4 separate regions of the Mus musculus genome follow, and all the other regions are linked to region 1. Evidence: chromatin contacts called from public Hi-C and targeted proximity ligation data. All regions are on one chromosome and are shown on one strand. The core of a region is the stretch at or near the end of the contact, and the rest is flanking DNA. Distances in the headings are between cores, read along the strand shown.

Region 1 (2,700 bases), core at 53-2,552:
AGGTATCTAACCAACATTCTTTAGAGTATTGCTCGCCTCTGCTTTCCTCCTTGTCCTGTGTATTTAGGCCTGTAATAGTTGCATCTGGAGTGAATGCTTTCAGCCTTTTTTAGTCTTATTGTTCCCTAAACAATGCAGTGAACAATTATTTATAGAGCATTTACATCACATTAGACATTATTAAGAATTCAGAGCTGACTTAAAGTGTATGAGGGGATATGTGAAGGTTACATGCATATACTGGTTTTTTGTAGGCAAGAAACACAGGTTGGTTTTGTTATCCACAGGGGTGCCTTAGAGGTCAGGTCACCTACAAATCCTTAGGTAGACCAAGAGGAAATGTTTGCACATTGGAAAAAATACACTTTAAGGTTCTGAAAAGATTTGCTCCCAACAAACAGGTCTGCCTCACCTTTCTGCCCTGAGTCACACTAGGGTGGTGTGCGGGAGTCTGTTTTAACTAGCCCTCAAGGAAATTCTGATGGACCTTCAAGTTTGCCAGTTGTGAAAGCTTTTAACTTTTAAGGAACTGATGTCTGTCTCAAAGAAACATCGTACAATTGGGAACGTAGTTACACTCTCAAGAGGATTTGAATTTAATAAGTCAAAAATGTGACACCATGAATGGGGAGAACTGGGAGGTGGTGACAAGCAAGCCACCCATTGCAGACTGGACCATTCTTTCATCTCCTGAACGGCAGACCTCCACGCAGCAGTGTCCTCTGCTCCTCCTCCAGTGGCCAACCTGGGCATCCCCAATCCTGCGTACAGCCAGGAGGAGAGGCCATCTGCTCCTGCAGATTGCTTTAGATGGCTTCCTCGCGTGGATATTGAGGGTTTACTGGGGGATGAGGTCCATTGTTTGGTGGCTGTTGACAGTCACCCCAAGGTAGTGTCCTCATTTCTAGCTACCTGGGATGCCTGGTTAAAGACCGGTGACGTCCCTAACTACATTTCTCAGCCTTTCAGGGCTCAGACTTGGGCTCATTTCGGGCCCCTGCGGGTGTGCCTGGGCGCAGCGGCCTGCAGGACTCCCGTGCGCGCTGGGTCCCCATCCCCCGCCTTCTCAGTTGAGCCGAGAGTCCGAGAAACTGGGGGGGGGGGGGGGCAGTGCCCCGGGGGCAGTGCCGGGCGTGGTGGCCCCAGGCCCTCGAGGGTGGGGCAAGCCCCTTCGCGACACCGCCCTCCCCGGGCAGCCAATAGATGTGGAGGCGCCGCGCCTGGATTGGAGCGAGAGCGGGACTGGCCAGCGCGGGGGCCGGGACGAGGGGCGGGCGAGGCGAGCGCTGTCAGCGCGGTTATAAGGGAGGGAAAAGTTCCCTGCGCGGAGAGCCGGGCAGGCGCACGCTCTTACGGCGGCCGCAGCGGCAGGGCGGGGCCGGTGGGGCGGGCGGAGGAAGACCCCTGATTGCCACCTCGCCTCCCTCAGTGTCTCTCTTAGACCTTGGTCACGTACCGGGGTCCGGAGGACTTGTGTACAGCGGCAATGGGCGGTGTCGGGGAGCCCGGAGGGGGACCCGGGCCGCGGGAGGGGCCCGCACCGCTGGGGGCGCCCCTACCCATCTTCCGCTGGGAGCAGATCCGCCAGCATGACCTACCAGGCGACAAGTGGCTGGTCATCGAGCGCCGTGTCTACGACATCAGCCGCTGGGCACAGCGGCACCCAGGGGGTAGCCGCCTCATCGGCCACCACGGTGCGGAGGACGCCACGGTAAGCTAACCCACAGCCGGCGGGGTGGAGCCTGGCACTAGCGGTGGAGAGGGAGACGTTGTTCATAGGCTTGGCGTCTCATTCCACCTGCGGACCTTAGCATCCTTTTTGCTCTTTCTGACCTTTGACCCCTTCCCTGGCTCCAGAGTTGAGATGGAGCCTGAGGGAAGGAGGTCTCTTTCTTTCACGGAGGATGGGCTGTTTGGGTCAGTCTGTGGAATAAATAGATCTCAGGGAAGAATGGGCCCCCAGAGGTGGGTGTGCCGTGAGGGGCAGATTCTGCCCCAGGTAAGTACCCTCACTGTTGTACTGAGGGTTTCTTTTCTGCTCTGAGTGTCACAGACTATTTTCTGGTGCTTCCAAGAGCCTGGGGCAGGGCTGGGTCCCTAGCGATAGGGACGTGCCATCAGAAACTGGGGGCTGGGCAGCAGAGCTTGGGCAGGGCCTGGAGGTCTGTGGCTTATCCAGCACTTGTGTAGACTGTTCTGAGGGCCAGTGACTCACCTCTGCTGGGCTGGCAGCTACACGTGGGAAGACTTTGCCAGGCTGGGTGGGCCTCCACGGGAAGCACAGTCACCCCAGTCACCGACTAGCCCCTGGGGACTCTGGCTTCCCATTCTCAGTCCGTGTCTAGACAAGAAGGGATGGAACTGGCCTGAAGGACTATCTGGCTAGAGCCCAGTGGTGAAGCAATTTCCCAGACCCTTCCTCCTTCAGTCCCACTCCATGGACAAAGGTTGAGGCCATGGTGCTCTGCCCTCGACTATCCAAAATTGTAGGTTAGTCACATTGGGTACCCGGAAGGTCTTTAAGACTGGAGGGAATGATTCTCTAGTGGAAGAACTTGGTGGCAGCAGAGGAGGTTCTCTGTGTCCCAGGACTGTCATTGTCCCTCTCCTCCCGGATTCACTCCAGGCAACTGAGAGGGATAAGAATGAGACAATTCCTGAAAATCATCAACCTGTGGGCCAGTGTGTGTGTGTGTGTGT
Region 2 (2,700 bases), core at 108-2,607, 930 kb before region 1:
GAGTTCTGTATAGAATCTACAAAGTGCCGGTAAGAGCATAGTAGATGTTAAATCTGAGATGATGTTAAGTTCTCATCCACACTTGTTTTATTTATCAATCTAATCATGTTACTTTCTAGACTCTGTACAGAAGTCAGGAGCTTTGGTTCTGAAAACCCAATTTCATTTTAATATTGGGTTGATGAAAAGCAGAATTTGAAGGATAAAGTTATTAGGATATGTTGGTTTTCCCAACCTCTGACCCAGAATGCTTTTGGGCTGCCCCTAGATCTGGATGACATCTGGCTGGGGGCCACAGGACTTGTGAATGGGGAAGTTGACATAAACACATTTAACATGCCCCGAGGGACTCTCTTTAGCTCCACACTCCCACCCCTGCCAAAGGTCTGGATGCCTGAGTTTTCTTTTCACATTTCTGACTCCTTGGGACACAGAACTCACTATGGCTCAACTCTCCCTGGATGTCTGAATGTGGCATTTAAGCTGTGGAAGGAGTCACACAAATGACACCCATAAACCACACCCACCTGTCCCAGTCCTGTTGATGGCCCAAACATCCTCCCTGCTCCATTCCTGACCTGGGTTGCCTCTGATTTCTGCTGGCCCTCACTCCTCTCAGGGAGCAGGACACCTGTGGTTTGTGGGGGTAGCTCCCTGTTGCCCCAGAATAGCTACAGAATCTAAACACTGTGAGGATTTTGTGCAATGTTGACAGACGGGAGGTCTGGGAGGGGTAACCCCATCCAGCCTCCCTCACCCTCCATCTCTGATGACAGGGATGCATACCCCACTTTCCCCGCTGTGACAAGGAGCAAGTCAGAGAGTTTATTTATTTATTTATTTATTTATTTTTTGTTTTGTTTTGTTTTGTTTTTTGTTTTCCCGAGACAGGGTTTCTCTGTGCAGTCCTGGCTGTCCTGGAACTCACTCTGTAGACCAGGCTGGCCTTGAACCCAGAAATTCACCTGCCTCTGCCTCCCAAGTGCAGAGAGCTTATTTGAAAACACAAATTAAACCATTTTCTGAGCAGCAGCTACAAGGTAGAGGCCCTCTCTTACCTGGGAGAGGGCTGGCTTCCATGTCTCTTGTTGTACAGTTGCCTAGGTTCTCGTCTTTTGGTTCTAATTATCCTACCATTTTGGCTTGTAGTGACCAAATGGCAATTTACCTGTCTTTGTAGCTGAAAGATATGACTAAAGGCAGGGGCCAGGACAGTTTGACCCTTGAACCCTGATGACCAGTAGCAGGCCTGGGTATTGTACAGCTCTGCTTTAAAATAAATTGTAGTGTTGGGTGGAAAGGAGGGTTGTGATGAGGAACCCTGTCAGTTTCAGATGCTGTATAGGCCAGACTCCTCTTGGGTGCCTATAAGCTGCCTATATATTGTAGTTTGCTGCCCTCTTGTGGTGTAGAGGTGCTCATACAACTGGTGGTCATTTTTTCTTGGACAGTTATTTGCTAGTTAGTAACACATGAGATAATAACGAGAACTATTTGTGGTCTCAATGGTGGTCTTCCATTTCTAGTGAAATACTTATGGATTTCACTAGAAAACACACACTGGGATTTTACAAAGGGGTGGACCATCAGGTACCCCAGGACCACGCTGCTCAGTCCAAGAAGTCAGAGCAGAGTACCTACAGGTCTGCTAACCAGGGCTACCTCTCTTGTGCATGGTAAAATGGACAACTTCAAGATAAGACCTTCCACTTGCTTCTCTGCTCCCATCCCCTTTCCCTCCGAATATCTAGGGACTGTTATTTTCTCCAAAGGGTCTCTTCTCTCTTCAGCCCTACCATGGCTGCTGCTTCGTCTACTCTTACCTTCTCTGGTTCACAGGGCAGATCTCAAGCCTCTTCCTCAGTAACTCAGAATATGACTACATTTGGGGACAGGATCACCAAAGGAGGAATGAACTTAAAATAAGGATGCCGTGGGGCTGGGGAAATCCAAATTCATGTGAGTACAAGAGGAGGGCTCTTTGTGTTCTAAAAACCTCTCACCAGGCAGGATGGTGCATGTCTATAGGCCTACAATCTCAGCACTTAGGAGGCTGAGGCTGAAGGATTGAGAAGTTAAAGGTCAGATTGTGCTATACAGAAAGATTCCATTACAAACAAAACAAAACAAAAAACAAAAACCCTAACAAAGCAACAATATTCTCCAAAGCCCCCACCAACCAACCAACCAACCAACCAACCAACCAACCAACCAACCAACAAACCAGTCAAAGAACCAGAAACAAGCAAAACCCCCATTTGTTGATGTTGGATTTCCAGTGTCTAGAACTGAGAGAACATATTTCTGAAAATTAAGTCACCCAGCCTGAAGCATCTTACTGGGGCAGCGCTAGCAAGCAAGCAAGCAAGCAAGCAAGCAAGCAAGCAAGCAAACAAACAAACAAACACACCTCTTAACAATATGCTTTCCGAGAATCAGCAGCTGCGGCATACGAGGCTTTCAAGTTTCTAAATGCATAATTGTTCTCACACTGGGGACTGGTTATCATTTTTGAATTTGTCCAGAGGATCCTTATGATACCCTAAGTTTTTCTTCACTTTCATTTAATCTTCAGAGTTCTAGAGGGTTTTCATAGATGAGAAATTCTCCAAAGCTAATGTTCCCAGGATCCTCTGGGAAGTGAGGAGAGGCAGCTTCAAGCTCAGTTCTCAGACTCCTCAGCACTCTCTTTAATGCAGG
Region 3 (2,700 bases), core at 140-2,639, 970 kb before region 1:
CTACTTGGAACTCTAGCTCCAGGGGATCCAGTGTACTCTTTTTTTGTTTTGTTTTGTTTTTGCTTTGTTTTTTTGAGATGGGGTTTCTCTGTATAGCCCTGGCTGTCTGGGAACTCATTCTGTAGACCAGGCTGGCCTTGAACTCAGAAATCTGCCTGCCTCTGCCTCCCAAGTGCTGGGATTAAAGGTGTGCGCCACCACTGCCTGGCCAGTGTATTCTTCTAGCTTACACACACACACACACACACATTTTTTTAAAGTAAAAGATATGACAATGTGACAATATTTAGATGTATAGCTTATGTTATACAGGAGGCTTAAGCAGAAGGCTCATTCATGAATTCAATGTTAGATAGTGTTATATAGTGAATTCTAAGGATACTTGAGGCTACCCAGTAAGACCATGTCTCTTATATTTTTGGTTGTGAGCCTAGACTTTAATGGCTGAGCCATTTCCCTAGCACAAGGCCATGTCTCAAAAAATTAGATAAAATAGTAAAAGAGGGCTGGTGAGATGGCTCAGCGGTTAAGAGCACTGACAACTCTTCCAGAGGTCATGAGTTCAAATCCCAGCAATCACATGGTGGCTCACAACCATCCATAATGAGAAACAAACAAACAAACAAAACTTATGGGCTAGAGTGAGCAGGGCCAGAGCGAGCAGGGGGTGGGAGGGAGAGGCTGGAGCAAGATGGAGAAGGGAAGGGGGAAAATAATAATAATAATAATAGACGTGGGAAGGTGAGCAGGATTTTTGACATGTATATCACTGAAGTGTGATATTCTTACCATTTGTTTCATATTATCTGGTGTTTATATTGAAGATTTATTTATTTATTTATTTATTTATTTATTTATTTATTTATTATTTATTCTGTTTATTTGTTCATGTATACATGTATGTGTGTGTTCATGTGTCACTGCCCTCATGTGGAAGTTAGAGGAAAACTTTTGGGACTCACTTCTCTCCTACATTTGTCAGTTCTGAAGATCAATGACAGGTTGTCAAGCTTGGTGGCAAGTGCCCTTACCTGCTGGGCCATCTTGCCAGCCCATTTGTTTAGTACGCATCCCAGGCTGGTACAGAACCTGTGACCATCCTGCTTTGGCCTCCCAAGTACTATGGTTACCAGTATGCCCTGCCATGCCCAACTTTCCTGATTAACTTTTAAAACCTTTAAGTTTAATTAAAAGTGATTTTTAGCTGGAGCTGTAACTCAGGTGGTATCGTGCTTCCCTGGCAGGCTTGTAACCCTTAGTGGAGAAAAGGCCAGTGCAGGCATTGATTCCAGGCTGCCTCCCGGATCTCTTGTTCTCTATTGTCTTCAGTGGGGACAGGTGTGGTCAGAGGGCATGGCTATCCTTTTAGTCATGATTACAGGGTTGCACTGAGATGTGACCACAGTATGAGTCATCATGAGATATTCTGGATGCGATCGGCGGTCATCTTTGTCCACTAAAAGAAGCTCAGGCACCGAGATGCAGGCATGGACATTGGCACTCTTGGGCTGGGGGCTTGTCAGATCTTGCTCGCTCTGGTTTCTGGAATGGGAGAAAGTTTTGGAGAGAGAGAGAAGCTGTGGAAAGCAATCCCTGCCCCCCCCCCTCCCGCAAGGGCCTGGAAATCCTGCTGCAAGGCCTGGAATTTCGTCTTCCTGTTTAGCCTGGCTGTTGTTCACCCACATTTTTGGCCCTGACACATCCTCTTCCTCCCCCTCCCAGGATGTCTCCTCATCTGCAAAATGAGGGGGTTGTATTAGATCGTATCTCAGGCCCCTTTACGTTTGAAAAAGTGATGATCCTGCTTCCTAGACACTTCCTCACTTTCCCCGCAGGCCTTTTGATTGACAGAAGAGGAGGGAGAATGTATGTACGTTCTATCTATAGCTCTAGCTCAAAACAGAGTGATCTAGCCCAACAGAGAGTGATCCAGCCCAGGAACTCAGTGGCATTGAGGTTGAAAGACACTGTTTAGAGAAGGAGAGACAGAGGAGGTGGAAGGACTTGAAAGACGGGTGTGTAAATGCTCTATAGGTAGTGGATAAATGGCAGTGAAAGAACAAGAATGAAAGAGGAAGAAGATGGATGTGTGGCCAGTGTTTAAAAGGGAGAGACTAGGAGCTGCTGGCACAGGATGGATGTGTCGGCAATGTGCTTACAGCTTGGGTGAATAGATTTTAAGCTGCTGACCTCAGTATAAACCAGCGCTGAGAAGTGCTACAGTTTGGATGCTGAATGCTCCCTGAGACAAGGTTTACGTGTTTAAGGCTTGTTCCCCAGGGTGCCATTGGGAGGTTATTAGGGGTGTGCCCTTTGAAAAGATCGGGGGACCTCAGCTACTACCTCTTTCTCTGCTTCCTGGCCACGGGGTGAACTGTTCTGCTTCATTCTCCTGTAGTTGTAACTGGCCTGGCAGAAATGAAGCTGTTCTAAGGTATCACTCAATCTAACTCTCAAACTACTGAAATAGTGGGCTCCAAAGAAATGGGAATTTCCTGGAATTCTCTAGATGGGCAGAGGAAAAGGTTCCACCAGCCAGAGCCGGAGCTTGTCTTCCAGAAAGAGATTTCACTCAGTCCTAACAGCTTGTCAGGAAGAGACTAAAACCCAAATAAAGATGGGTTCTTGGTGGGCGGGCTCACAACTTGACAGGAACTGCTTAGCTGTGCTTGTCTTTGGCCCTCTATCTAAACTTTGATC
Region 4 (2,700 bases), core at 182-2,681, 830 kb after region 1:
CTCCCTGAAGAGGTTTGGGGGATAAGGGGAGAGATCTGACTTTATGCCCTAGCTCTACTCCATGAAAGATGGGCCAGTCACCAGCATCTTGGAGCCTGGGTTTCCTTCCTCACTGGTACAAGGGGTGGGAGTATTTCATAACCCGGTGAGCAGGGGAGGGTTTTGGAAGCTTGGTGTAGATCATACTGGAAGTGAGATTGTTAGTGAGCCAAATGAAAAAGCTTTCCTTCCCTCACTGTGGAGGGGTTATTAGGACCCCCACTGGTTCTGCAGGGTTTGGAGCAGGTACCTAAAAGAAGTTCCAGAACCAGCTCTCTCAGCCCCACAGCTGAGCTGGGACGGCGGGGCTTTTCTCTAGAGTGCCCCCCCCCCGCGCGCGCGCCCGCGCACCAGTATCCCTAAGGGTAACAAGTGAGTGACTGTTGTTGGTCCTTAGGGTGGCTCCGGTCCACCTTCTAATTCAATGTTTCCATAATTACAAGATGCTCAGTAGCCTGACTCCCACGGACTTCCATGGTCTCCCATCACGGAGAATCCAGCCCTCTTGATGGGGGCAGAAAGGTAGAGACTACTTCGCCATCTCCCAATTCCCATAACATCTTCCACCTTTCAGCCCCAGCTTATGGCAGGCACGCGGTAGCTGCTGCCCCTTTCGTACTCAGTGATGGGTGCACCCACAAGGGCTCGGAAAGGCAAGGCTGGGACTCTCCCAGAAGACTCCAATGTTGGAGATCTCCTTGGAACAGGGAGAGAGAGGGGGAGAGAGAGAGGGGGAAAGGGAGAGAGGGGGGGGGGCAGAGGCATATCTCTCGGGTCTCAGGCAAAGAGCCTGTTTTGCATTCCTGTGACTAACCAGCGGGTTTCTGGGGACTAGAACTGCAGGTTAGGAAGAGGTGGTGCACGGGGAAGCAGGGCAGCCGGGTTAGATGTCGCGGCTGGAGAGGGGCTCGCAGAGGAGTTGGGACCGGGCTAGTGAAGATGGGAGTGAAAAGACTTTAGGAGCATCTAGGTGGTGCACAGAGAAGAAAGCCAAAGGGCTGTTGGCTGGGAACCGGTTTCCCAAGGTTAGACCTCTCCAGGGCATCGCTCTAGGTTTAGTTCTAGAGTCCAGTGGCTTGGGGGCATCAATGGCGCGTGGCCTCGGACGGACAGGGCCAGGTCGCCCCTCCCCACCCCTCCCTTCCCTCTGACCTCTCACGACTTCCAGGGCGAGAGCCACCAGGAGGCAGAACCAGGCACCGTAGGGCCCCCGAGGGGCCGCAGCCTTGCGTTCAGTCATCGAGGCGCACTCCTTCCCACCAAAGGAGGGTAACCGGCGCGCGGCTCAGGTGGCTGCAATCTGTCCCCACATCTCCCGCGCCCGCTCCGCGCCAGCCGCTGTGGCCAGCTAGTTCCCTGCGCCGCCGGCCCGCGGCTGCAGTTCCCAGACAATGGAGCAGGAGCAGTGGGGTGGGAGGGAACGCAGGCACATGGGCTGTCCCCTTCGCCCCGCCGGGTCCTAGTGCCCTGCGGATCCCAAAACCCAGAGCGTGGCCCCGTGCCTAGGGTGCCTAGGATTGGAATAAGGCAGCGTCCCTGGAGACTAAGCAGATTGATGTCCTCTGCCAGGAAGCACAAGGTGCGTTCTGGGATTCCTCGTGGAAGCCGATGATCAAGGAGAAAAACAAACAAAACCCGTTTCCTCTGCCTCATACCCTCCCCACAGGCATCTCACCTGTGAAGGCATCTAGAATTCAGGGACATAAGAGAACAGAGCTGCTGGGGCAGAAAAGGAGAGGCCAAACCAGGCCAGACCACCTTAGGCCATCCGTGGAGGCAGCTTGTCTCATGCCCAAACCTATCCCAGAAAGAGTCCCTAAGGATGAAGGGTGTAGGCTGGTCAACCCTTCTGAGGGAGTCCTGACTCCCAGTGCCACCTAGCCTTGCCCTCAGGTAGTGTTGGGAGAGGTCCAGATTTGGCATCTCCATGGCAACTTAAAGAGGAAAAAGAAACAGAAACGTGCCCGGGCCTTACACAAAAGAGCAGAACCACCTGGAGCCACATTGAGAACCTTATTCAGTAAATTCCTGAGTCTGGGAGGGAAGCCAGTTTTTCCAGGTTCCCCAAGCTAGCAATATAAGCACCCTGCAGGAAGGGGCAACTTCAGTCCCAACAGAGCTGCCAGATCTGCAAGCTTTCCAAGAGAGTGCATGCCTCCCTCCAGAGTCCTAGGGGGAAAGGTACCAGGTACATCCTGCCTTCCTGAGCCCTCCCTTCCTCCCAACAGATTTCTGCTAGAAGTCCAGAAGGAAGAGAGTTTGTCAGCAGAGACTTTTGAGTAAATACATTTTATTCAGAAGAAGATAATAAAATAGCATGCACTTTAAAACCACCAAGCGCTGATAAAAACATATCACTGCAGCCATGATTCCACATCAAACCTTCAGTAAGAATAGGCATTTAATCTTCACATCTTGTGCTGGACCTGGCATGGGTCATCTCCCTCCACCAGGGACCTAAAGGCCAAGGCCAAGGCCAAGAGTGAGCAAGTGGTGGAGAGGGGTTAGTGGCAGGCTCACTCCTAGCCCTGCAGAACAGATCAGGGCAAAGCCGTGCCCTTCCCAGCTACTGGGACACAACACTGACCAACGCTTGCTTCTGGATGGCAGAGAGTGGACAGGGGTAAAACTGCAAGACAGCAGGTCCTCCTGCCCTTTTCA

The links. Hi-C and Micro-C count contacts between places; a contact is called where the count stands out from the background.
Region 2: a Hi-C map of B cells shows a contact between it and region 1, with 2.8 times the contacts expected there. A contact is called at or near these places in 2 of 39 promoter capture datasets (the 3T3-L1 cell line and the HPC-7 cell line), 4 of 484 Hi-C or Micro-C datasets (B cells, the G1E-ER4 cell line and pro-B cells) and 1 of 130 datasets of targeted methods (pancreatic cancer cells).
Region 3: a contact with region 1 is called in a targeted proximity ligation map of pancreatic cancer cells. A contact is called at or near these places in 1 of 39 promoter capture datasets (cranial neural crest) and 3 of 130 datasets of targeted methods (large pre-B cells, pancreatic cancer cells and trophoblast stem cells).
Region 4: a contact with region 1 is called in a targeted proximity ligation map of pancreatic cancer cells. A contact is called at or near these places in 2 of 130 datasets of targeted methods (microglia and pancreatic cancer cells).

What each region holds. Positions count from the first base shown.
Region 1 is chr19:10,040,246-10,042,945 of GRCm38.p6, forward strand. It overlaps Fads3 (fatty acid desaturase 3), which reads left to right and starts at 1,303. Exons shown (of 12, transcript NM_021890.3): 1 at 1,303-1,711. The coding sequence starts at 1,487.
Region 2 is chr19:9,109,049-9,111,748 of GRCm38.p6, forward strand. Asrgl1 (asparaginase like 1) reads right to left here. Exons shown (of 7, transcript NM_025610.3): 7 at 2,671-2,700. Among named protein-coding and RNA genes, the nearest start is that of Gm41805, 11 kb to the left of the region's middle.
Region 3 is chr19:9,072,537-9,075,236 of GRCm38.p6, forward strand. It overlaps a transcript of Ahnak not described here. Among named protein-coding and RNA genes, the nearest start is that of Scgb1a1, 14 kb to the right of the region's middle.
Region 4 is chr19:10,868,348-10,871,047 of GRCm38.p6, forward strand. It overlaps Tmem132a (transmembrane protein 132A), which reads right to left and starts at 1,432. Exons shown (of 11, transcript NM_133804.2): 1 at 1,192-1,432. The coding sequence starts at 1,279. It overlaps Tmem109 (transmembrane protein 109), which reads right to left. Exons shown (of 4, transcript NM_134142.1): 4 at 2,313-2,700.